Regions from separate parts of the Sus scrofa genome. Here region 1 is linked to region 2. A link is a contact called in public HiChIP or PLAC-seq data. All regions are on one chromosome and are shown on one strand. The core of a region is the stretch at or near the end of the contact, and the rest is flanking DNA. Distances in the headings are between cores, read along the strand shown.

The links. HiChIP or PLAC-seq counts read pairs in DNA pulled down with a chosen protein or histone mark.
Region 1: a contact with region 2 is called in an H3K27ac HiChIP or PLAC-seq map of skeletal muscle. The contact joins two enhancer-like sites. A contact is called at or near these places in 3 of 47 Hi-C or Micro-C datasets (alveolar macrophages, epiblast stem cells and retroperitoneal adipose tissue) and 2 of 2 datasets of contacts at active chromatin or transcription factors (alveolar macrophages and skeletal muscle).

Annotation. Positions count from the first base shown.
Region 1 is chr6:69,855,283-69,860,709 of Sscrofa11.1, reverse strand. No RefSeq gene overlaps it. Among named protein-coding and RNA genes, the nearest start is that of SLC25A33, 77 kb to the left of the region's middle. Within about 2 kb of position 2,474, at least 24 of the 83 cell types and tissues checked have an H3K27ac peak or open chromatin away from gene starts, as enhancers often do. A contact at or near this core is called in skeletal muscle, where this site is marked.
Region 2 is chr6:69,692,413-69,698,014 of Sscrofa11.1, reverse strand. H6PD (GDH/6PGL endoplasmic bifunctional protein) reads right to left here. Exons shown (of 5, transcript XM_021095286.1): 5 at 1-4,881. The coding sequence ends at 3,518. Among named protein-coding and RNA genes, the nearest start is that of SPSB1, 25 kb to the left of the region's middle. Within about 2 kb of position 4,229, at least 3 of the 83 cell types and tissues checked have an H3K27ac peak or open chromatin away from gene starts, as enhancers often do. A contact at or near this core is called in skeletal muscle, where this site is marked.

The sequences.
Region 1 (5,427 bases), core at 1,225-3,724, 160 kb before region 2:
GTGGTGGGGTTTTCTAGCCAAGGACAGGGGAGGGATTTGTGGATAGAAAATTCCTATTTTCTACTCTGAAACATCGTGGGGAGGGGGATTCTGGCTAAACGGACCTGGTGGGATTCTTGCTAAAGGCAAGCCAGGTGGGCAGATATTCCCTGAGGGCTGATGGGGGGGGGGTGAGAAATTGATCAGATATCAAGGGTGCTGGGTTCTTCTGAGCCAACTTAGCAGGATTCTTGCTAAAACTGGATTTTATGGAGTTTCCGTTGCAGTACAGCAGAAGTGAATCTGACTAGTATCCATGAGGTTTGACTCCTGGCCCTGCTCAGTGGGTAAAGGATCCAGTGTTGTGAGCTGTAGTGTAGTCACAGATGTGGCTCAGATCCCGCATTGCTGTGGCTGTGGTGTAGGCTGGCAGCTGCAGCTCCAATTCAACCTCTAGCCTGGGAACCTCCATATGCTGTAGGTACAGCCCTAAAAAAACAATAATAATAATATGAAGAAGAAGAAAGAAAGAAAGAAAGAAAAAGAAAGAAAAAGAAAGAAAGAAAGAAAGAAAGAAAGAAAGAAAGAAAGAAAGAAAAGAAAAGAAAAGAAAGAAAAGAAAAAAAGAAAAGAAAGAAAAACTGAATTTTACAAGGAAGGGCACAGATAGATCTAGAAGTTTTAGGAGTCTGAAAAATTTGGCCAAGAAAAGAATCTTTGTCCTTTTCCAACATCTGTCCTAGGGACAGACTTATTTTTTTTTGTCCCCTCTAGTGTCAGGTCTAAAGTGTATCAAAGCTGCTATATCATGCTGTGATGTGGGAAAAATGACTTTCTTACCTTATGGAACCAATATTCTTCTTAGGGAACAAAGAGTCTTTGTTTAGTTAAGGAGCGGAAGGTGAAACAAACCCTCAGAGTTCGCAGAACCCTTCAAGAAGCGGGCAGGCAGAAATGGCTTGTGGCTGTTTAAGAACAAGGAGAAGGCTAATATTCTGTTTGGGGCTTTGTTTTGTCTTTTTTTTTTTTTTTTTTTTTTTTTTGGCTTTTTTGGGCTGCACCTGCGGCATATGGAAGTTCCCAGGCTGGGGGTCCAATTGGAGCTACAGCTGCCAGCCTACACCACAGCCACAGCAATGTAGCCATGTCTGCAACCTACACCACAGCTCAGGGCAACACCAGATCCTTAACCCACTGAGCGAGGCCAGGGATCGAACCCACGTTGTCATGGATGTTAGTTGGGCTTGTTTCTGCTGAGCCACAATGGGAACTTCTTAATATTTCCTTTTGTTAGTGTTTGTAAACTTGCTTTACTTCCCCAAATATTCAGCGAAATGTGTTTGGTTGTTATAATTATTATTACTTGGTTTTGGCGCCATGGGCATGAGCCAGGCCCACGCCAGGGCTGATGCTGCAGGAGGTGCAGATAAAGCAATGGGCTGAATCAGAGGGGGGTGGGGCACGGAGCAGGGCAAGCAGTGGCCAGGAAAAGCATGGTGGGAAATCTTGGGGGGGGCTTGGCTTAAGGGGCTGAAGGGGAACAGTGCCCGCAGCCCCATCTGGCTCTCAGCGAGAAGCTGAGACTCATTTCATGGATGGTCTGCACGCTGCCTCCAGACAGGGGGAAGCTCGGTGTGCCTGCTCTTTTAAGAAGCACTTATACTGCACCGACTGTGTGCCAGGCATAGTGCCACAGGAGACACAGGAGGAGCTTGCTCACTGACCCACACTTTCCATCGCTCCCTGGAACAACAGATTGCTTTCTTGCTTGCAAACTTTGCCGTCTCCTCCTGCCCAAAGGTGAAGTTGCATTAGTGCACATTCCTGAGTGTGGGCCATGACCCTTTTCAGTCCAGCCCCAGCTCACCTGTCAAGCCTCCTCCTCCGAAATCCCTCAGGAAGCCCCATGCCCTCAGATTGTCTGATTCCAGGATATTCCCAGAATGCACCGGGTCAGGCTGCAAAACCTCCACACCCCAATTCTATTCCTGCTGCCCTGGTGACAGCTGCTCGCCTGGACCGTTCCTGTCCATTCCTCCCAGCCGGGTTAGCAGTCATGACCTTGTGGTCCTCCCCGACCCCTCCCTCCCCTCTCCCCGCCCCATCGCCATTTCCCAAGGCCCAGCAGCCTCCATCACTGGCATCTGTGTTTCTCAGGCACAGAGATGCGCCCGCTCGCCACTGTTTGCTTTCCTGAGGTTTCCCTTCCGGGACTGCAACAAGGAGAGGGGCCTGTCTTATCTCAGGGCCCACCTGGCAGCCGGCTCTCGGGCAGCGTCTGCTGAACTGCACTGTCTAGGCAGTGGGGGTGAAATACACTTTCACCTGAGGGGCTGGAGAACTTTCCCCAGCGATGAGAGGGCAAAGAACACCAACTATGGCTGCAGCCTGCCCTCTGACTCATTTTCATCCAACGCCTGGTATAAATAGCTCTCTTTCTCTGTATCAGAAAACATCTGCTCCTACCAGCTGCCCAGTCCTGTAGCAGCACTATAAATAGCCCGGCTGGATCTAGCCTGCCTTGGCACAGGGGCCAAGGGGACCAGGAGAGAGGGAACGCCACGTGAGGTGAGGGCCGTGGGAGTGAAGACACAGGAGCCGCTCGATCTCGCGCTTTTTGCACCTCCAGGCACAGGCTGACGCTTCCCATGTGGGCCTGGAAACCCCCAGAATAGTCCTGGGAATTTGGGCAGATGCAGATAAACATCAGAGACTCCTGGCCTGGTGGTTTGCAGCACACTGTCTGCCGGGTCGCCCCCCTGGCCGAGACACAGCTTGGAACTCAATTTGAGGCCACTGTCCCCATCCCAGCGGGATCCTGGCAGGATGGGAAAAGATATGGCTTTCAAAGGAGTTGCTTTTCAAGCATTTTTAAAACAGAGTCCTGTAACTCTATGCTCCTTGAAGCTACTTTTTACATTTAATAAACCCAAGGCCTGGGAGTTCCGGTCGTGGTGCAGCGGAAATGAATCCGACGAGGAACCATGAGGTTGTGGGTTCCATCCCTGGCCTCGCTCAGTGGGTTTAGGAGCCGGCGTCACTGTGAACTGTGGTGTAGGTTGCAGACATGGCTCGGATCCTGCATTGCTGTGGCTGTGGTGTAGGCCAGCGGCTAGAGCTCCGATTCCACTCCAGCCTGGGAACCTCCATATGCTGTGGGGTGCAGCCCTAAAAAGACAAAACCAACCAACAAAGAAAAAGTCCCCCAAAACCCAAGGCCTGAATTCCATGCGGTATTGTGCTCCAGGACCGGCAAAAACGGCCAAGGAGGAGAAAAAGGAGCTTAGTGTTTGGGAGAAGGGACCTGGGAAATGTTTGGGTCCCGCCTAAAAACACAGACCACCTGCAGGCATCGCACACCCTGTTAGTGAAACCAGGGTGTGATGCTGATGGGGTTTGTGGGTGAAGCAGAGTGAAACTCTCTTCTTTACTCTGCAGGGTCTGCCCCCACACTGCCTGGGGGTGGGTGGTTTCTCTCTAGCCGAGTCCCCCATGAGATCTCTGGCGGACCTGTGGCTTTCTCACAGAGGTGAGTGGCAGAAAGTCCTCCGGCCAACTCACGTCTACAAGGTTTCTGTGTAACATGGATTCACAGAAGTTAAATTTCTTCCCACCCACCTGCGGCTGTGCCCAGCCAGAAGGAAGCCTGCCGTGGGAAAAGGCAGAGGCGCTCTTCTCGAGGCAGGAACCAATGTGTTTTAGGCCGGGGTCTCCAGAGAACTGATGGAAGGTAGAGATATATGTTTATTCTAAGGCACTGGCCTCCGGGGATTGTGGAGAGGGAACAGTCTGAGCTCTGTAGGTGGCAAGCTGGAGACCGGGAGAGCCGAGGGCCAAAACTCCAGTCTGAGCGTGAATCCGAATTGATGGATGTCCCAGTTCAAAGACAGTCAGGCAGAGGAATTCACTTGGGGCACAAGGGGTTAAGGATCTGGCATGGTGCTGGCAGCAGCTCAGGTTGCTGCTGTGACATGGGTTCCATCCCTGGCCCGGGAACTTCCCCATGCCATGGGTGCACTGGGCAGAAAGAGAGTTTCCTTGCTTTCTTGTTTTAGCTCCATCTGAGGCATGTGGAAATTCCCAGGCCAGGGATTGAATATGAGCCACAGCCATGATGATGCTGGATCCCTAACCCACTGAGCCGCCAGGGAACTCTGAGAGGTTTCTTTCTTACTCAGGCCTTTGGTGGAGTGGGGGAAGCCCTCACCCGAGCAGGGCCCTCTGCTTCAGGCTATGGACTCAAGTGCTTGCCGTTAAGATTGCTCGGGTGTGTCGTGTTCCTGCTGGAGCGCAACGGGGTCAGCAGCATCTCTGGAGTGCCAGGACACAGGTTTGATCCCCGGCCCAGTGCAGTGGGTTAAGGATCTGGTGTTGTTGCAGTTTCGGTGTAGGTCGCAACTGTGGCTCAGATCTGATCTCTGGCCCGGGAACGCCCTATGCTATAGGGCGGCCAAAAAAAAAAAAAAAAAAAAAAAACAACAAAAAAACAACAAAAAACCCACAAAAAAAATTTCTTGGTACATGACAGACACCAGTTGTCTGCTCCCCAAGCTCTCTGAAAGGGCTCCTCGAAGCCCCCCGTTCTAGGCTCCTCCTCTCATCCATGGTGGGGCCATAGCGCTCAACAGCTCTCTTTAAGGAAATCATCTCATTTCCAATCTCTTTCTCCTGGCCTTGCCATCTGCTCCCTGGGAGTGGTCACAGCTCTTTGCAGCCCAGGCAGAGGTGGCCTAGCCCCTCCTTGGAACACAGGAGTACTGGTTCATTCTCTGCCTCAGGACCTTTGCCAGATTTGAAACAGAGTCATTTCTCAGCATCCTGTTCCACCTGCATTAGCTGAGGGGAGTCAGCCAGCACTTAGTTTGAATAGTTGTCTTCTTTGGGGAGTTCCCATCGTGGCTCAGCTGGTTAAGAACCCGACGAGTATCGACGAGGATTCGGGTTTGGTTCCTGGCCTCGCTCAGTGGGTTAAGGATCCGGCGTTGCTGTGAGCTGTGGTGTAGGTCACAAATGTGGCTCGGATCTGGTGCTGTTGTGGCTGTGGCTGTGGCCGGCAGCTGTCCCTTCGATTTTACCCCTAGCCTGGGAACCTCTATGTGCCATGGGAGTAGCCCTAAAATGCAAAAAAAAAAAAAAGAAAGAAAAAAAAAAGGGCTTCTTTTGTGTAACAATGCTCCAGGCATTTCTGATGTCTTGTGATGGGCATAGTTACCCTCCAGAGAGGGGGTGGCAACCAGAGAAAAGTTTTGTGCACTGGATCACTATGACTTTAGAGTTGGTGGGTCACCTCCTGGTCATAAATGGCTGCCACAGCTCCAGGAATCACGCCCGCTGTCAAGACAGGAAGAAGAGGATGGAGGAGCACCGGTTCTATCCATCTCAGAGGAGAAAAGCAAACCCTTTTCCAGAGAGCCAGCAGAAGCCCTCCGTGCACGTGTCCTCTGGTAG
Region 2 (5,602 bases), core at 2,980-5,479:
TGGCTGTGGCGTAGGCTGGCAGCTGTAGGTCTCATTTGACCTCTGGCCTGGGAACCTCCATATGCCTCAGGTGCAGCCCCCAAAACACAAAAGACCAAAAAAAAAAAAAAAAAAAGTCTTTTTCCGAAAACTTCCTTGTAGAAAACGGTCCCTCAAGCTTCTGTGCAAGCCTCTCCTTGCTTCCTCTATCATGCTATCCCCAGCTTCTGGACAATCGGGAAGGGGAAAGCTCTCAAATCAGGCAGACCAAGCCTGTGCGTTCTGGAAAGACAGCCCTGGAGGGAAGAGTCTGACCGTCGCCCCCTGGCAGAGGGCATGGGCTGTGGAGCTAAACTGAAGGCCCAGGAGCAGGACTCACACTCCGTCCACAGAGAAATGAGAGGCAGGGCAGGTCAGCAAGACTACGGATGCTAACAGCGCTGAGCAGCAAAGCTTGCTTCTGGAGCAAAGTCGGAATCTAGCTTACAGCAACCTGGGAAGCCCCTGAGATCGGGCCCAGCAGCCAACGGAACTAATGCCTGCTCCAGAGATGGGATGTGACGAGGCCTCCCTGCTGCCTTTCTTGGGCCACAGGGCGCAGGCGGGCCTCTGACCTGGGGTCCCCTCAGGGAGGCTGGGCTCTGGGCACCGCGGCTGGGAGGTAGGTGGCCGTGCAGGATGGCTAGGAACACCCACCCAGAACCCCGAAGCCTTGGGCTGCACGTCTGGCTCAGAACTGCTGGCCTGCTGCCATTTAGACAAGACCAGTTTCAGTTTCAAAATGATCAGTAAATGAGGATCCATCCACCTCCTCAAAGGAGGGCTGAAAAGATGAAACAAGACCACGAGGGCAAAACGCTCAGGACTGAGCCTGGTACCCATGGCCCCTCTGTAAGGGACACAGCGTCGTGGCTCCCACAAGCCCCAGGCTCCTGGTTGGCGTGTCTTCACCCCCTGCTCCCGGCCCCCGCAGACGGAGCCAGGAATGGGAAGCCTGGCTACCAGTCCCAGTGCCGTCAGGTGAGAGCTGGGTGCCCGTGCCCCCTTCCAAACCTCGGGGCGGGGGGCTCGGCTGATACCACAGGGTAAAGTCGGGTTAGAGCAGCACTTTTCCAACCACGTGTCATCTTGATTTAGCAAATGACAGGCAGCATTTAAAAAAAAAAAATGAAACATAGAAAAGAGAAGGTATCTGGAAGTCTCAGGGTGAGAAGTCCTTTGTGAAACTTCGGCTCGAGATGCAGATTTCTGTGCCCCTGGCCCATGATGCAAAGTGTGTTTCTTGCTGTGGATCATGGTCCAAAAAGCTTGAAAACCACCGGCAGAGGTGGCCCAGTTCAGAGAACTCTCCTTCCTGGCAGAGGGTGAGGCAGGGACAGCGGGGCCGAGCGGCCAGAAGCAGGATTTCAGACAGGGTCTCCCAGTGGGCTTTTCTGGTGTGGCTTTAAGACAGCGCTTGATTCCGTAAAGGAGACCTTGGCCCTTTCTGTCCCCACCCCGTCCCCCCCCACGGGCTCTCCACCGATGCAGGCGCCGTTTTGAGGCAAGGAGCTCTTCTGAGAATAGGACATGCCAGGCTCAGGCTCACCGTGACTCACTATTATTCAGAAACAGTGACATCAGGCGTCTGCTTGCTCCTTGTCCCGCAGTGACACTATCTCTTTGGTGGCGCAACCGCAGAGGAAGAAGTTCCTGAGGAACTGGTAGGGGGAGGGGTGCCCAGCACCAAGGGCCCAGGGAGGCAGATGATGGAAACGCAAAGAACAGGGCGGAACCTGCCAAGGGGGGCACTGCCACCGAGGCCCAGAGCCCAGACCGAAGGGGTGGGGCAAGGGCGCCCCCACGTGGCCAGAGGTGGCACCTGGCCTGCAACCAGGGGTCCGCTCCTGCACCTGGGCCCACCAAGCGCATCAAAGCTAAGATGCCTACTCTTGGAAAGTGAGGAGATGTGTTGACCCGGGCACTTTGTTCTGTTCTGCCAAGGTGAGCTCTTGGCATAGAGAGAGGTGCCCTGTCTGGCCTGGGGCGCTGGAGGCCAGGGGAAGCCAAATTTCAAGCAGTGCCATCATATGCAGAGCCTGTCCAGCTAGGTGCCCATCTCACATACGCTCATCTCAGAGGAAAGCAAGAATTCTTATAAATTCTTTTTTTTTTTTTTTTTTTTTTTTTTTTGTCTTTTTGCCTTTTCTAGGGCCGCACCCGCGGCATATGGAGGTTCCCAGGCTAGGGGTCCAATCGGAGCTGTAGCCACTGGCCTACGCCAGAGCCACAGCAACGCAGGATCTGAGCCGTGTCTGCAACCTACACCACAGCTCACGGCAACGCCGGATCCTTAACCCACTGAGAGAGGCCAGGGATCAAACCCGCAACCTCATGTTTCCTAGTCGGATTCATTAACCACTGAGCCATGACAAGAATTCCGATAAATTCTTAAAGCAGAATAAACAGGCTTGAGAAAAGTGTAAAACAATCAAAAGTAGAGAAGCAGATTTTGTGATGCTTCTCCTCCCCCAGGAAAGCCCTTGGTGTGACCTTGGCACTTTGTGTCTGCCAGATCAGATGCATCTGCCTGATACAAACCCTTAACTGTAAGACAGGGAAGAGGTTATACAGAAAAACCTGTCTTACCCTTTATCGCCATGTCTTGGGGGCCTGGCTCTGTGGGACACTGAATAAAAATGAAATGGGCATCCCGGAGATCCCTGGTGGCTAGTAGCAGTAAAAGATTTGGCGTGGTCACTGCTGTCACTCGGGTTTGATCCCTGGCCTGGGAACTTCTGCCTGCCCATGGGCGTAGCCAAAAAAAAAAAAAAGTAAATGCATCCTGAGAATTTTGAAATCTTTAAAAAGAATTTCAGAGACACCTGCCTTGGGGCATCTCAGGAAAAAAAAAAAAAACATGTTTCAGAAAAACAGGTATTATTGGCCCATAGCTCCTTAGAAGCAGAGCACCCGACCTGTTCTTTAAAGAGAAGCTGTGTTGGTTTCCCCAGGTCTTCAGCATGTGCTGGTGGTGAGGCGAGGGCCGGCTGGAGGGACCGGCGGGCAGGAGCTGGAGGCCACCATGAGATAGCAGGAGGAGGGGAGGCTGCAGCCGCCCCCCTTGGTGCTGAGCTGGTCCAAGGTCCCGGCACACGGGAAGCCTCCCTTGACTAACCCAGCCTCCGCACCCCTGCTCATGGGCGGAGCTTCCAAACCGTCTCTCCCTTTGTGCTGGTTGATATTCACGTGTGGCTGCTGCAGGTCTTCTCTCAAGGTGGGTATTCCTCTCTTGACTTGAACTTCAAGCTTCTCGAGGGCAGAGATACCATTTCTTCCTTGTTTTGGTGTGCACCCATCACCGGCGGACAGGGACAGTCACCGGGGCTGGGAGGGACCGCGACCTCCCTCTCTGCGGCCTGACCCTGAGTGAGGCCTCTGATTGCAGAGGGGCCAGAGCACGCAGTGGGAGGGGGGGATCGGGGCGGGGGGCAGGACTAAGAGGGCGGAGAGAGGGCAGGCGAAGGGAAGCCTGGGTGGGGGTGAAGGGCAAAGGCCATCACCCCAGGAAGGCCTCGTAGTCCATGTACCATACCAGCTGGCCAGACGTGGGCAGGACGCCCGAGATGGGCCACTTCTTGGGCTCGTGGCCCACGCGGCTCACCAGCATGGCGATGTCGCGCTTCATCCTGCCCATGACCAGGACCGCCACCTTCCTGGCACGGTTGATGAGGGGCAGGCTGAGGCTCATGCGCTGGAACGGCCTGGATGGGCTCTCGGTCCGTACCACCAGCTGCTCGCCGTCCAGGCCCGTGGGCGACTGCGGGAAGAGGGAGGCCGTGTGCCCATCCGTGCCCATGCCCAGCAGCACCAGGTCGAAGCTGCTATTGGTCACCAGGGCGGAGATCTCCTCGGCGTAGGCCTGGGCGCCCTGGTCCTCCTCGGCGCAGAGCCGCTGGTGCCGCTGCACGGGCATGGGGTGCACGTTGTAGTGGGGGACACGCACGTGCTGCAGCAGGTGGGCCTGCAGGCCCTGGAAGTTCGACTCGGGGTCCCAGAGAGGGACGCAGCGCTCGTCCACCAGCCACAGGTGCGTGTGGGCCCAGGGGAAGCCGTAGTGGCCCGTGGCCAGCTGCTGGAACAGGGCCACGGGGCTGGAGCCGCCTGAGAGCGCCAGGTGGAACTTGCCGAAGCGCTGCACGGCCCGCACGGCCGCGGCCTCGATGTCGCCGGCCAGCCTGGCAATCAGCTCCTCGGGCCAGGCCGAGATCAGCGGGCTGTGGCGGTACTTCGCCGTGAGAACCTGGAAGTGGCTGGGCGTCGGGACAGAGCCTGGCCCTGGCACCACCTGCTCCGGCGGCGGCTGCGAGAAGGACAGGCGGTTGCTGCTGAACTCAAAGTCCAACACGGGGCCATTCTCCGCTCCCCCTGGGTAGAGGCGTGGGACCTCACGGGCCAGGCTTTCCAGCAAGGGGGTCCAGAAGACCCAGGAGGCCAGCAGGTTCTCCGTGGTGACGAAGGAGTCCTTCCGGTGGTGGAAGATATGAGATATGAGGATAGAGTAGGCGTCCTGCTCCCTGACAGGGCTGTAGGCATAGAAATCAGACAGGGGGCGGCCAAAGAGGTGCAGCCCGGGCCGATCGGTCACCTCCCACCAGCTGGCGGAGGGCAGGGAGGGCCTGAACAGGTTCCGGCTGACCAGCACGGCAGGGCTGCCCAGCTCGCCGTGTCCAATGTAGAAGATGACCTGCCGCGGCAGGCACTGGCTCTGCTCAGCCTCCCAGCGCCTCTCGCTCTGGGCGCAGTACGCCTGGTTCTTGAACAGGACGCGCGCGTAGCTCACTCTCTCATCCAAGGCTTTGCCGGACATCAGGATGAAAGGGACGCCCTCCCAGCGAAGGTTGTCGACATGCACGAGGATGCCTGGGGCGACAGGGGGACAGCGGAGGTGACACTCCAGCACTGGAACCCAGGACCGCCTGGCCCATGTGCCATCCCTTCTCCTTCCTGCCAGCCAGCCAGCCTCCTGCTCTCCAGGTCCCTCCTCTGGGCACCTACTGCCGAGACAGCCCCTGGCTCGCCTTTCGCCTCGTCCATGTCGGGGCTCGAGACGTAGCCTCTGGGGCCACCATGGACACCCACATCCCTTGAGGCACCTGTTGGCATCATCGGCACTGAGCAAAGGAGAACTGGCCTGAGCGACTCCAATCCAGAGACTAGAGAGGGGTCTCACGGTGGGGGCACGGTGGGGGAGATCCTGACCGCTGGGGGGGGGGCCCTACGGGAAAGTGCTTCCTTCCATTGGCAGAGCACCCAGGACGCATACAGGGAGGCGGGGAGGGGGGCAGGGCACCCAGCCACAGGCCCGCAGGGAACTGGCATGCAGGGGAGGAGGCCTGCGGGGGGTCCATGGCGATAAGGGCTGGACACTGAGCACAGCCCAGACCCAACTCCAAGCCTGATTTTCTCATGGACTATCTCCACATGACCTTGGGCAAGTTCTGGCGACTTTACTGAGCCTCGTGTTTCCTCTCCTCTCAGGAGGGATGACAATCATACCTGCCCGAGGTGCCTGTGTGTGTGAAGATTCAATGAGATAATTCATATAAGGCGCCAGGCACCCAGTCAGGGCCCCACAGGCAGC